Regions from separate parts of the Mus musculus genome. Here region 2 is linked to region 1. The links are chromatin contacts, called in public promoter capture Hi-C maps. All regions are on one chromosome and are shown on one strand. Each heading gives the region's core, a stretch centred on a gene start, on an enhancer-like site or on the middle of the called end of the contact. The rest is flanking DNA. Distances are from core to core; before and after follow the strand shown. Region 1 holds the start of Serping1 (serine (or cysteine) peptidase inhibitor, clade G, member 1). Region 2 holds the start of Slc43a1 (solute carrier family 43, member 1).

Region 1 (5,225 bases), core at 1,003-3,502:
TCCCTTCTCTGCCCCTACCCTCTCCTCCAGGTCCCACATAAACTCTCTTTTTATATTAAGCCTATTGTTCAGCTGGTTTGTCAGAAGGAAAGCTCCAGCGTGGGCCTGACCAGGCGCTGCCTTCTGTGGCATCACTGCTGCCATTTTATAAAACACTGCACTACCTTTGATGTATGGAGTCTCACCCTCAAGACACCGTTTCCATTGCACAAAGAGTACAGTTTCTCTTCTGCGGCACTGATCTCCTTAACAATTATCATCTCTTTGTGTACAGCCGATTTGCCTGCTACTTTAAACAATCCACACTCCTTTCCTAGCCATATTGGATTCCTATCTTTCTGCCAGTCTTTATGCTCCTGATTCTGTCTCTAAAGTTCTCCTACCAATATGCTAGTCTATTACTTTTCAATCCAATCGCACCCCAAATTTCAGGACTCGAACAGAGCATGGCCAAATTCTTTGCTGGATTGGATGTAGTCCATTTCTCAATAGAATCCTTATTGCTACCAGAAACCTCATGATCTGTCTACATGTTGGTTGGTGTTTAGTCTTCCAAACCTTCACCAAAATAGCCCATTAAGTAGCATTTATAATATTGTAACATTTCCCTCACCTTCACTTCCTAATTCCTCCTTATCCTCTCCACAAACTAGTTCCAAAGGCCTCCATAGCACAAGAATAAATTTGGTTAAGAAATTATCTTACTCTGAAACCAATTTTCTATACTAGTTATGTCAAGTCTCTGTGACCAAAATGCCTGACATAGGCAACTTCAGAGCTAAAATGTCAAGTCTGCTTCATAGTATCAGAGGGATTCAGTGCCTCATTAAAATACAAATAATAAATACCTCATTTAAGATGTGATCAATGTTAGTACTTACTTCCTGGGTGTTATGAGAGTTAATGGCAGGGCAAACACAAAGATGTAATAACTCAATGAATGTATTGACTTTTAGTGTAGCTCACCCACTTCCCAGAATCCTCAGCTCCTCATGCCTCAAGGCCATCAGTTGGAGCCTGGGGTACAAAGTAGAATTTGCCTGCAGCTCTGAGATTATGGAAACTCCCTACAGTTTAGCAGCTCCTGGAGTGGTTACAGAAAATGAAGCAGCCGGGCGTGGTGGCGCACGACTTTAATCCCAGCACTCGGGAGGCAGAGGCAGGCAGATTTCTGAGTTCAAGGCCAGCCTGGTCTACAGAGTGAGTTCCAGGACAGCCAGGGCTATACAGAGAAACCCTGTCTCGAAAAACCAAAAAAAAAAAAAAAGCACAGAGCGAGGTAGAAGACTTTTCTAAGGTCCGAGGGAAGATATGAATGCTCTCCTCTCCTTGAGTATCGGATCTCCAGCTACAAACAAACTTTCCCGAAAGAGGCGAAGGCAGGAAGGGTCAGGCCTACAGTTAGACAGTCGCAGAACTTCACAAGCTACAGCGCGTTTCCAGGGAGAACAGCCTGCTTTTGCAGAAGACGTTTGATCCAAAAAAAAAATTCAGACTGCTCAGTCAAATTTGAATTTTAGATACAAAACAAATGGCAAAAAGTTTTATCACCAGCATATTACAAGATTGCATGGAATTTACTTAAAATTCAAGTCTAACTGGGCTCCTCCTTGCCAGGGTCTCCCACAATAGGCCTATGGTGACAACTCAACCACAAAGACATGTACCTCAGAATTTGGTCTTTTGGTTTGGGGGCTGGTTTGGGGTTAATGTTCTGTTTCGGTTGTTGGTTTTTGTGGTTGTTTTGCTTTGTTGTGCAACTAAGGGGTTGAAGCCAGGGCTCGGCTGGAAACTGGAGCCGGTGATTACGTGTAGGAATGGGGAAGATCCAGCAGCCATTAGGTTTTTAGGAGATTCGGGCCCAAGGCTGGCATATCTCCAAATGAGAGCAATGGAAGGCCATTTAACTACTTCTAAGGCTTGGCCTATTTCTAAAGGCTTGCTTTACCCATTAATCTCAAAAAGCTCATCCATTGTCAAACCTTAGGCACGTTGTGTGCTTCTTCTGCCTTTATCTTGATCCACAAAACACTAAGATCACTAAGAGCGTCACTCAAGCTTCCTTATCCCAACCGGTCACATCCTACCCCATTCCAAGAGGAACTCCGGGCTAACTGGCCCACAGTTCGAGACTCGTCCCATCCGTCCCATCCGGATTTACAGGAACTCACACTAGCAATCAATCATCCTTAATTTTTAACTGGGCTGTGTCCTAAACCAGCCAATAGCTGAGAGTGCCCCCCCCCCACACACTGATTCTCTGCGACTGTCTGCTCAGTCTGTCCTGAAGCTGCCTAGTGACCAAGAACTTGGACCAGGTTTGGTAATAGGGGGCTTTGGGAGGAACACAAAGTTAAAGAGGGCTTGGCAGGGAGATCTCCAGCCTCCTTATCCCGTTTGTTATTTCTGTAGTTTCCATACACTTGATTCTACTTGAGCTTTCCTCCTCCTCCTCCTCCTCCTCCTCCTCCTCCTCCTCCTCCTCCTCCTCCTCCTCCTCCTCCTCCTCCTCCCCCCTCCCCCTCCTCCTCCCTCAAAGCTGTGAGCTGTGCTGCCCAGCTCGCCCTGGCCTCCTCCTGCAGCCTCTGGCTTATTGTTCTGTTAAGCGGAGCAGGGAGATTGAACAGATGGGCCGAGACCTGGGCGTGAAGGGAGAGAAGGGCCAGCCGGTGCCGGGAAAGCGAAGCGGTTTGGGGAAAACAAAACAGAGGGCGGAGACAGAGAGAAGGTTGCCCCAGAGGGAGGAGGAGAGAACACACCCTGGAAGGGTCGAGGCCTGGAATGGAATGGGGGCGGGCCCGGGAATGGGGTGGACCCCTGAGCTCCTAGGCTCCAAGGCTGGCTCTGAGGCTAACTGGCTTCGTAGGACGCAGCTGACATCGCTGCCCAGATGGCCTCCAGGCTGACCCCACTGACCCTCCTGCTGCTGCTGCTGGCTGGGGTAAGTGGTCCCCCTGTGAGGGGGTGGGGTGGGGGTAGGAGTGAGAATTAACTCTTCAGGTCTTGGTGAAGGAGGGAAGCCTCTCCAGGGAATCTTAAGTTCGAGTCTTGAACTAGCGTTAGACCAGGGTCTAGAGGGACTGGGTTGTCTATTGGAAGGTTCGTTAGCTGAATGACCTTGGGCAGGACCCTTTTCTGGGCTTCCTTAATCCACTATGTAAAAAGGAGAATACATAGACCCATCAGCCAGGCTTAGATGGGTCATAGAAGGGAAGATGAAGAACAAGCCCAAGTTGTGAAAAACAGACACCCTCCACCCCTGGTGCTGCTGTGATGGTCTCTTCTAAGCTAGGGTCTGTAGAAAGCGGGATGCAAGGAGGAAAGCTAGCAGACAGACCTGGACCCGCACCACGGTTAAGAACACTGTGGTCCCGGTAGCCAAGTAGGACAGGGATAACAAGTCAACTAATGAAAACTGTGAGCGCTTGCTTACGGTGGATGAGCAGTGGACTATGCTGGAAGCTGGCATCCTGGGTGACACTGGGTAAGGAGCTAGTTAGCACATAACGTCTAGTTAAGCAAGGGATCTGGATTTTACACACTTTCCTTCCCACTTCTGAATATACTGCCACATAAGGAGATTCTCCTGTCTCCACTTCCCAAAGGCCCAGAAGACAGGGGTTACCTAGCCCCCACTGTCTCTTCCTTTCCTTTTGGAATACTAATTGTTTTCAGTTCCCACTGGTGCACTGCATTCACTCTTGGAAAATCCACAGTCCTAAAATAAGACTCACAATTGCACTAGTCTGGCAAGTGAGTCAAAACAAATTGATATTTACAAGAAAACAGCTACTTGCACGGCGGTCACTGGACACAGATAACTGATAACCAAAATCAGAATTGCCTCGTATCTCCTGCAGAGAATTCCCCCAGCATTGCCTATTTCTGAAGGAATTGTGGGGTTGGTCCAAGGTTTCACCTGCCAGGTTATACCAGGAGCAACTGGGATGATATGTTCCAATCATCTCTTCTTGCTTGGAATGGTTGAGGGAACTGTGGCTCACCAGGAAATGAAACACTGCTTCTTGAACCACAGGATAGAGCCTTCTCAGATCCCGAAGCTACCAGCCACAGCACCCAGGATCCACTGGAGGCTCAAGCGAAAAGCAGAGAGAGCTTCCCTGAAAGAGATGACTCCTGGAGTCCCCCAGAGCCTACAGTACTGCCCTCTACCTGGCCAACAACCAGTGTAGCCATCACAATAACAAATGACACCATGGGTAAAGTAGCCAACGAGTCCTTCAGCCAGCACAGCCAGCCAGCTGCTCAGCTACCCACAGATTCTCCAGGACAGCCCCCTCTGAATTCTTCCAGCCAGCCCTCCACTGCCTCAGATCTTCCCACCCAGGCTACTACTGAACCCTTCTGCCCGGAGCCGCTTGCTCAGTGCTCTGATTCAGACAGAGACTCCTCAGAGGCAAAGCTCTCAGAGGCTTTGACAGATTTCTCTGTGAAGCTCTACCACGCCTTCTCAGCTACCAAGATGGCTAAGACCAACATGGCCTTTTCCCCATTCAGCATTGCCAGCCTCCTCACACAGGTTCTTCTTGGTAAGACTCTGACTTCTGTCCAGGCTGTAAGGGGGACGCTTTCATGGGGATCACCAACCACAGACCTTCTGCGAGGCTGTGCCTCCAGAAAGAAGCTGTAAAATGGGCTACATAGTAGGGGTGATAGGCCTTCACTCTTGAACATGGTTTCATTTAACAGTGATTTAATTAGGTACTATTACTTATATTTTTGGTTGTGAGCTTCACCTTTAATGACTGAGCTATCTCTCTGGCTTGTACAATTGCTTATAAACTAAACCCCTATGGATTCATTAATGATATATAAAATAAGGTCCCAGTCACCAATCATGGTTCAAAGCAATGGAAGGTACTAAGAGATGAAATCCCCAGAGATAGACCTAAGATAGAATCACATGATACACTTTCTAGCTACGAAATCGTGGACATCACTTAACCTCTCTTGACTGTGGCTTATTACCACAGTCATGTAGGGAGGTGAAAAGCCTCTGTCTTCAGGAGAGTGACTCATCTGGGAAAAGGCAATTACCAATTACCACAGGCAGTGGAGAGAGAGGTATGACACTCGTCATACCCCAACAAGGAAAATTCCAGAAAGACTCCTAGAGACTGCACGTACAAGATCCCTTCTCCTGACATCCCCAAATCCTAATGTCCCACCATAGCTGGTAGCTCCCAACTCTCCAGGCATGATAA
Region 2 (5,225 bases), core at 763-3,262, 65 kb before region 1:
CCTTAAAAGTTCTGGGGGGGGGGTGGAAATGTTGTAAATATTGACTTGTGATAATTACTAGAGTGTATATATTTATCAAACATCATCAAAATGTACAAGGTAAATCAATTTCTCCTAAAGAATTCTTAGTGAAAGCCTATTACCTCCAAGTACAGAAGACAGGGAGAAGCCACTGGATGGGTTATAGCAGACATCAAGGCCACCAGACAACAAAGGGATGGTGCTCTCTAGTCTCCAGAGAAAGCTCAGAGGGATTTGAATCTCCTGTGGGTGGGGGTCCCTAAGGACCCACCTGGTCCTCTCAACCATCCTGAAATGCAAGCCTATCATTCCATTTCAGACTTCTTCCTCAAGGAATCCACCCTGCCTTCCTAGGCCTCACACTAACTCCATCATCTCCAGCCCCAGCCCTCTGTAACTGGGGCCAGGCACCTGGGCTGAGTGCCATAGCTGGGTGCAACCCACTGCTTCCTTAGAGATAACTTCAGCAGGGGTGGGGCAGCCCCACAGTATAGCTGGAGCTGCAAGTAAGGATAGATATCAAGACCTCCTCACCTCCACCCTCAAGGAAATGGTTTTCCATCCTCCCACACTCACAGGCTAAGCAATGAGGCAACAGGTTGAGCTGAAGAGTCAGGAGAAGCCAGAAGGACATTCACATGTGTGTTGAGACTTAGTCATCCAGGGAACTGATGTTACTATTGTTTCTAGGTAATGGACACTCAATTTGCAAGGAACTCACTGGTTAAATGAGATGGAAGCCGGGATTCCAATCCCTGTTGGCCTTCTTTCCACAACAAGGATGTGGGGAAAGAGACAGGAGAGACATCAAACTGCACACCACACAGCCCCTTCACTGAGCACAACACTCTCCTTTCCAGAAAAGAAAAATATCCACCAAGTCCCAGTCACTAAGTGAGGCGCTCCCTCCCTGACGGACAGATGCAGACAGGCAGCCTCTGGCTGCACTAACTATTCTCAAAGAGTTTAGAATTCCCACTCCAGGTCCGGGTCACTTTACACAAGACCAAGGTGATTGGTGTGGAAAACAGAAACAAACGCTCCACAAATATCCATTCTAGAGGAAATAAGGCTTTTAACTTTGTACAAAAGGGATGATTTGTAGACCTGGGAACTCCAAGGTCCTGAAAAGACCAAGAGTATAGGTCCTTCACGTCCATTCTCCAGTTTGTGTACTTCTGTTTGATCTCATTAAGAACTCTCTGTGTATTGGTGATGTAGTTCAATGCTTGCTAGCACACACACACAAAAGACCTGTTTAACTTGAGCATTCCTTATCCAGGTAGGTGCAGAACTTCTAAGAGTCTACGGACTACTCTAGACAGAAGGTTGTCATAGGCAATCAGTCTCAGGATATGTATGCCTAGTGGGACTTTGGCTTTCACTCATCACTGAATCAGAGAATCCTGACAGAGTGGCACCTGAAGTTTGAAGAGATCATGAAGTGAGGCTGTCCAATTCCTAGCTGCCCAGTGTTCCGGTCTTGGGCAGCCCTGCTTTGTCGCTTTGTCTCTGCCTGACCACCTGTCCTTGTTTTCCAACTTCCTGCCTCCTCCTTCTACCGTCCCTCGCGGTCTTCACCTCCCACCCCCACACCCTTCTCAGATATACCTGGGCACAGGCTGGAATAGAAGCCTTCCTTCTTGAGCATGATCAGCAGGGAGGCCCAGCCCAGGAGCACCGCGGAGAAGAAGAGGTTCTCCACCACAGCGGTGCAAGCCATCCACCAGCGCCTGCGGTACGCCTGCTTCAGCGTGGGAGCCATGGTGGCCGAGACTCTGCAGAGAAACAGAGCGCTCAGAGAAGGGCTTCCTAGCGGCCCTTGGGAAGGGTACTCCATCATGGTGGCTCCTGAGACCCCTGGAGCCAAAGAGATGGAGCCTTCATGGAGGCCCCATAGAGCCCGGTGCTGCGGAGCTGGCTCCGCGCGCTCTGGCAGTGCCAGGAGCGAACGCGCCACTGGCCCGCAGGGCGCTATCAGGAACCAGAAAGGTCTGGTCTGAGCGAAGCAACTTCCTGGCGCGCTGCCGGGCTTGCCTACCCGAGCCAGGGCGCCCCGATCCCGCTCCAGGAGACAACCCCCCAAGTTCCCAAAGTCTCTCAAAGTCACCAAGGGGCACACCGTGCTCTGTAGCCACCTCTGGCCCACAGCTAGCCAGCCTCTAGGCACCAGATCGGATTCTCAGAAGCGAGCAGGAGGCGGAAAGGGAAGTCTGGGGCTACCCCGAGACCCTCTATTCTAGTTACGCCTTTCATTCTACTCCTCCTCTCCAGAGCCCGGGTAGAAAACTTCCTCCCGCCTGACACAGCCGGCGGCGCTCGTCCTGTCTCCTGGGCCAATCCCACGGCTGCCACGTGGAGGGAGACCCTGGGCGGGCCCCGTGGCGCCTCCGCGCGCCCCTCATTCCGCCGCGCGCCTGGGAACGCGCCAGCCCCTCTGTCCCTGGGAGGGGGCTTGGGCTCCGGCAGGAAGTCCGGTGCCTGCAGACTTTATAAGGACATACTTTATAAGGAGGCAGATGGGGTGGCCGGCGGGCGGGTGTGTTTACCAGAGGGAACGAAGAAACCCGAGCCCTCCAGGGCCGCGGTAGCCACCGCCAACAAGGGAGGCGATCTGACCCGGGGACCCGAAGCAAGACCCGGGCGAGCCTAGAGGAAATGATCAGGGGAAGAGCAAACAAGAAAGACGAAGAGAAAGAGACCCTTCTCTAGGGGGTGGCCCAGCCCCTCATCTGTGAAACGGGGCTTTTGAATCAGGGATCCCCGAGGTCCCATCCTATAATGACAACCGTGGTTCTAAACAGAGTGGAAGAGAAGAAGGGGAGAATGAAGGGGTCGGACAGAGGGAACAATGTGCCCAGAGACTCAGGTAACGGACGCTTCACAGGGACCTGCAAGTGTGGCTGGGTGACTTTGAGCTGCGCTAGCTGCTCACCTGTCCCCGACAAACTTGCCTCCCGCAGCTGTTGACACCCGGAGTAACACAGAGTCTCCCCGGCGCTTCCACACTCCGGATCTCCTGAGACCCAGGATCCCAATTCCAAATCGCATCCACGCGGGGTGTCTTCCCTGCGTGCCAGACCCAGCGGGCCTCGGAACCGCCGGTCTCACCTCGTCTGCGCCCTCGAAAGAAGCAGTGGATCTGGGAACCGTCCTGGCGCCACAGATAGGTGAAGCCGGGAAGCCAGGGCATGGACTACGCGATCTGCGGAGTTGATAGCTGTATTTACAGGCGTTGGGAGCAGCGCCCCAAGGTGGGGGCGGGGGTTCCCGTCCTTCCCCACCCCTTAGGTCGAGTTTCATGCACACGTGACTCGCCTGTTGGTCCCCAGATACTTTTCTTACCCAGTGCGCCCGGGGCGCCTAAATTTCCACTCTCGACCCCCAGCTTCTCTGTTGACCCCCTGAACTAACGTTTGACAGCATTCTCTACATCTTTGTTCAAAACAACCAAAAACTTGGCTGAAGTTAAACTGGATGCTGGAAAGGCTAGGGTGGGGTCTTGAACTGTGAAGTTGAAAAGGATTCTTTTCCAAAAGAGTCGGGAACTCTTTTGGAGTTTATATGCTCCAGTTAAGAGTCTGCATTTTGAAAGCTGTCTAGCCCGAGTTACCTTGGGCAACTTAATCTCTCAAAGCTTGTTTCCTTCTCTATAAATTTGGATAACAGCATTTGCCGGCCTGTCAAGAGGAGATAGAATTAGGATGCAGTAGTAATTAATGCTGGGTACACTTGACTTGGTGAGCATAATAAATGTTCATTGTTGCCGCTGTTGTCATTATTTCGCAAGATTCAGTGATCAGGTGCTTCCTGTCGCTAAATGATTGATCTTTTGGTAAACCATTCAGTCCACCTGGCCTCAATTTCCCCATCTGTAAAACAGGAACGCTATTCAGTACTTGTTTGGACAGATTAAGGAAGTAATTATGCTGCAGGAAAATACGGGTACGGGTTAACTCGGTGCATTAAGAGTGAAAAGGACGGACCAGAGCTGGTGGTGCACGCATTTCATCCCAGCACTCAGGAGGGAGAGGCAGGCAGAGCTCTCAAGTTTGAGGCCAGCCTGGTCTCAGGGCAGCCTGGGTTGTTACACAGAGAAAACCCTGGGGTTGGGGGCAGGGAGTGGGAGGTGTGGCTGGTAAAATGCTTGCTTAGCATGTCTAAGCCTGAAGGTTTGATCTGAAGTACAGCACAAAGCAGGGTTAGTGGCACGCGTCTGAGAGGTAGGGGCAAGGGGGATCAGAAGTTCAAGGTCGTGTTCAATTTGCAAGAGGCCAGCCTGGGCTACATGAAAGCCTGTCTCAAAAAAAAAAAAAAAAAAGTGTGATTCACAGAGCTCTGAAGGAGCCTGAAACAGTGCAGAGTTCCACAAAGGTAGCCAGGAAGGAGCTGCTGAGCCACCACACCAAAAAAGGAGCTGACATTGCCAAGTGACTGCAACGTGATGGGCACTTTCCAGAACAAAAGTTATTAAATATGCAGCTCATCAAAGAGTGCTTCAAACCTCACACGTTCTCACACAGAGAGTAAACAAGGTTTGCAGCTAGACCACAGAGACTGGAGGCAGGCCTGGCTGGCTGGTGTTTTCATTCCTGTGAGCCAGGTGAAGGAACAGCAAAGCAAAAGCTTGGCAGTAGAAAGGCACGGGAAGTTCTCTGGCAAAAAAGCGTGTGTCAGCCTTTGATGGTTTTACTTCTTAAAATGCCTCGCTGGCTGCAGGGTAAGGGGTGTGGCTGAGCAATTGAGCTCTCGAATATGTATGTGTTCCAGTCCAGAAGTACAACACACACACATACACACCCATACACATGCACACACATACACATGCACATACACACACATACACACATACATGCACACACATACACACACACGCACACACACATAAACACGCACACACACATACACACACATAAACACGCACACACATACACACACACAAGCATATATATACTTGCTTCTACACGCTTGACCTCAGGGTCAAATTCCTTAGCTCAGTACAAGGGACCCCACAGGAAAGGTTCTAACTCAACAGCATCACCACCTCTTGATGACCACATTGAAACATTAATCCACTATCTATGAAGATGCTTTGTGGACACAAGCACAGACATTCGCACTGAAGTTTCAGTGAGGTTGTGAGTCCCACCCGTAAGACTTTAGTGTCCATGAACTCCTGTGTTTGGAAGGCTTGCTACTCCAAG

Evidence for each region. Promoter capture Hi-C pulls out the DNA fragments that hold promoters and counts their contacts.
Region 2: a promoter capture Hi-C map of embryonic stem cells shows a contact between it and region 1. The contact joins the promoter of Slc43a1 here to the promoter of Serping1 in region 1. A contact is called at or near these places in 3 of 39 promoter capture datasets (embryonic stem cells and liver), 1 of 484 Hi-C or Micro-C datasets (nephron progenitors) and 3 of 115 datasets of contacts at active chromatin or transcription factors (CD8 T cells and embryonic stem cells).

Annotation. Positions count from the first base shown.
Region 1 is chr2:84,772,456-84,777,680 of GRCm38.p6, reverse strand. It overlaps Serping1 (serine (or cysteine) peptidase inhibitor, clade G, member 1), which reads left to right and starts at 2,252. Exons shown (of 8, transcript NM_009776.3): 1 at 2,252-2,318; 2 at 2,867-2,941; 3 at 4,037-4,550. The coding sequence starts at 2,891.
Region 2 is chr2:84,837,413-84,842,637 of GRCm38.p6, reverse strand. It overlaps Slc43a1 (solute carrier family 43, member 1), which reads right to left and starts at 2,012. Exons shown (of 14, transcript NM_001083809.1): 1 at 1,633-2,012. The coding sequence starts at 1,864. It overlaps D930003E18Rik (RIKEN cDNA D930003E18 gene), which reads left to right and starts at 2,430. Exons shown (of 2, transcript NR_165656.1): 1 at 2,430-2,890; 2 at 2,985-3,788.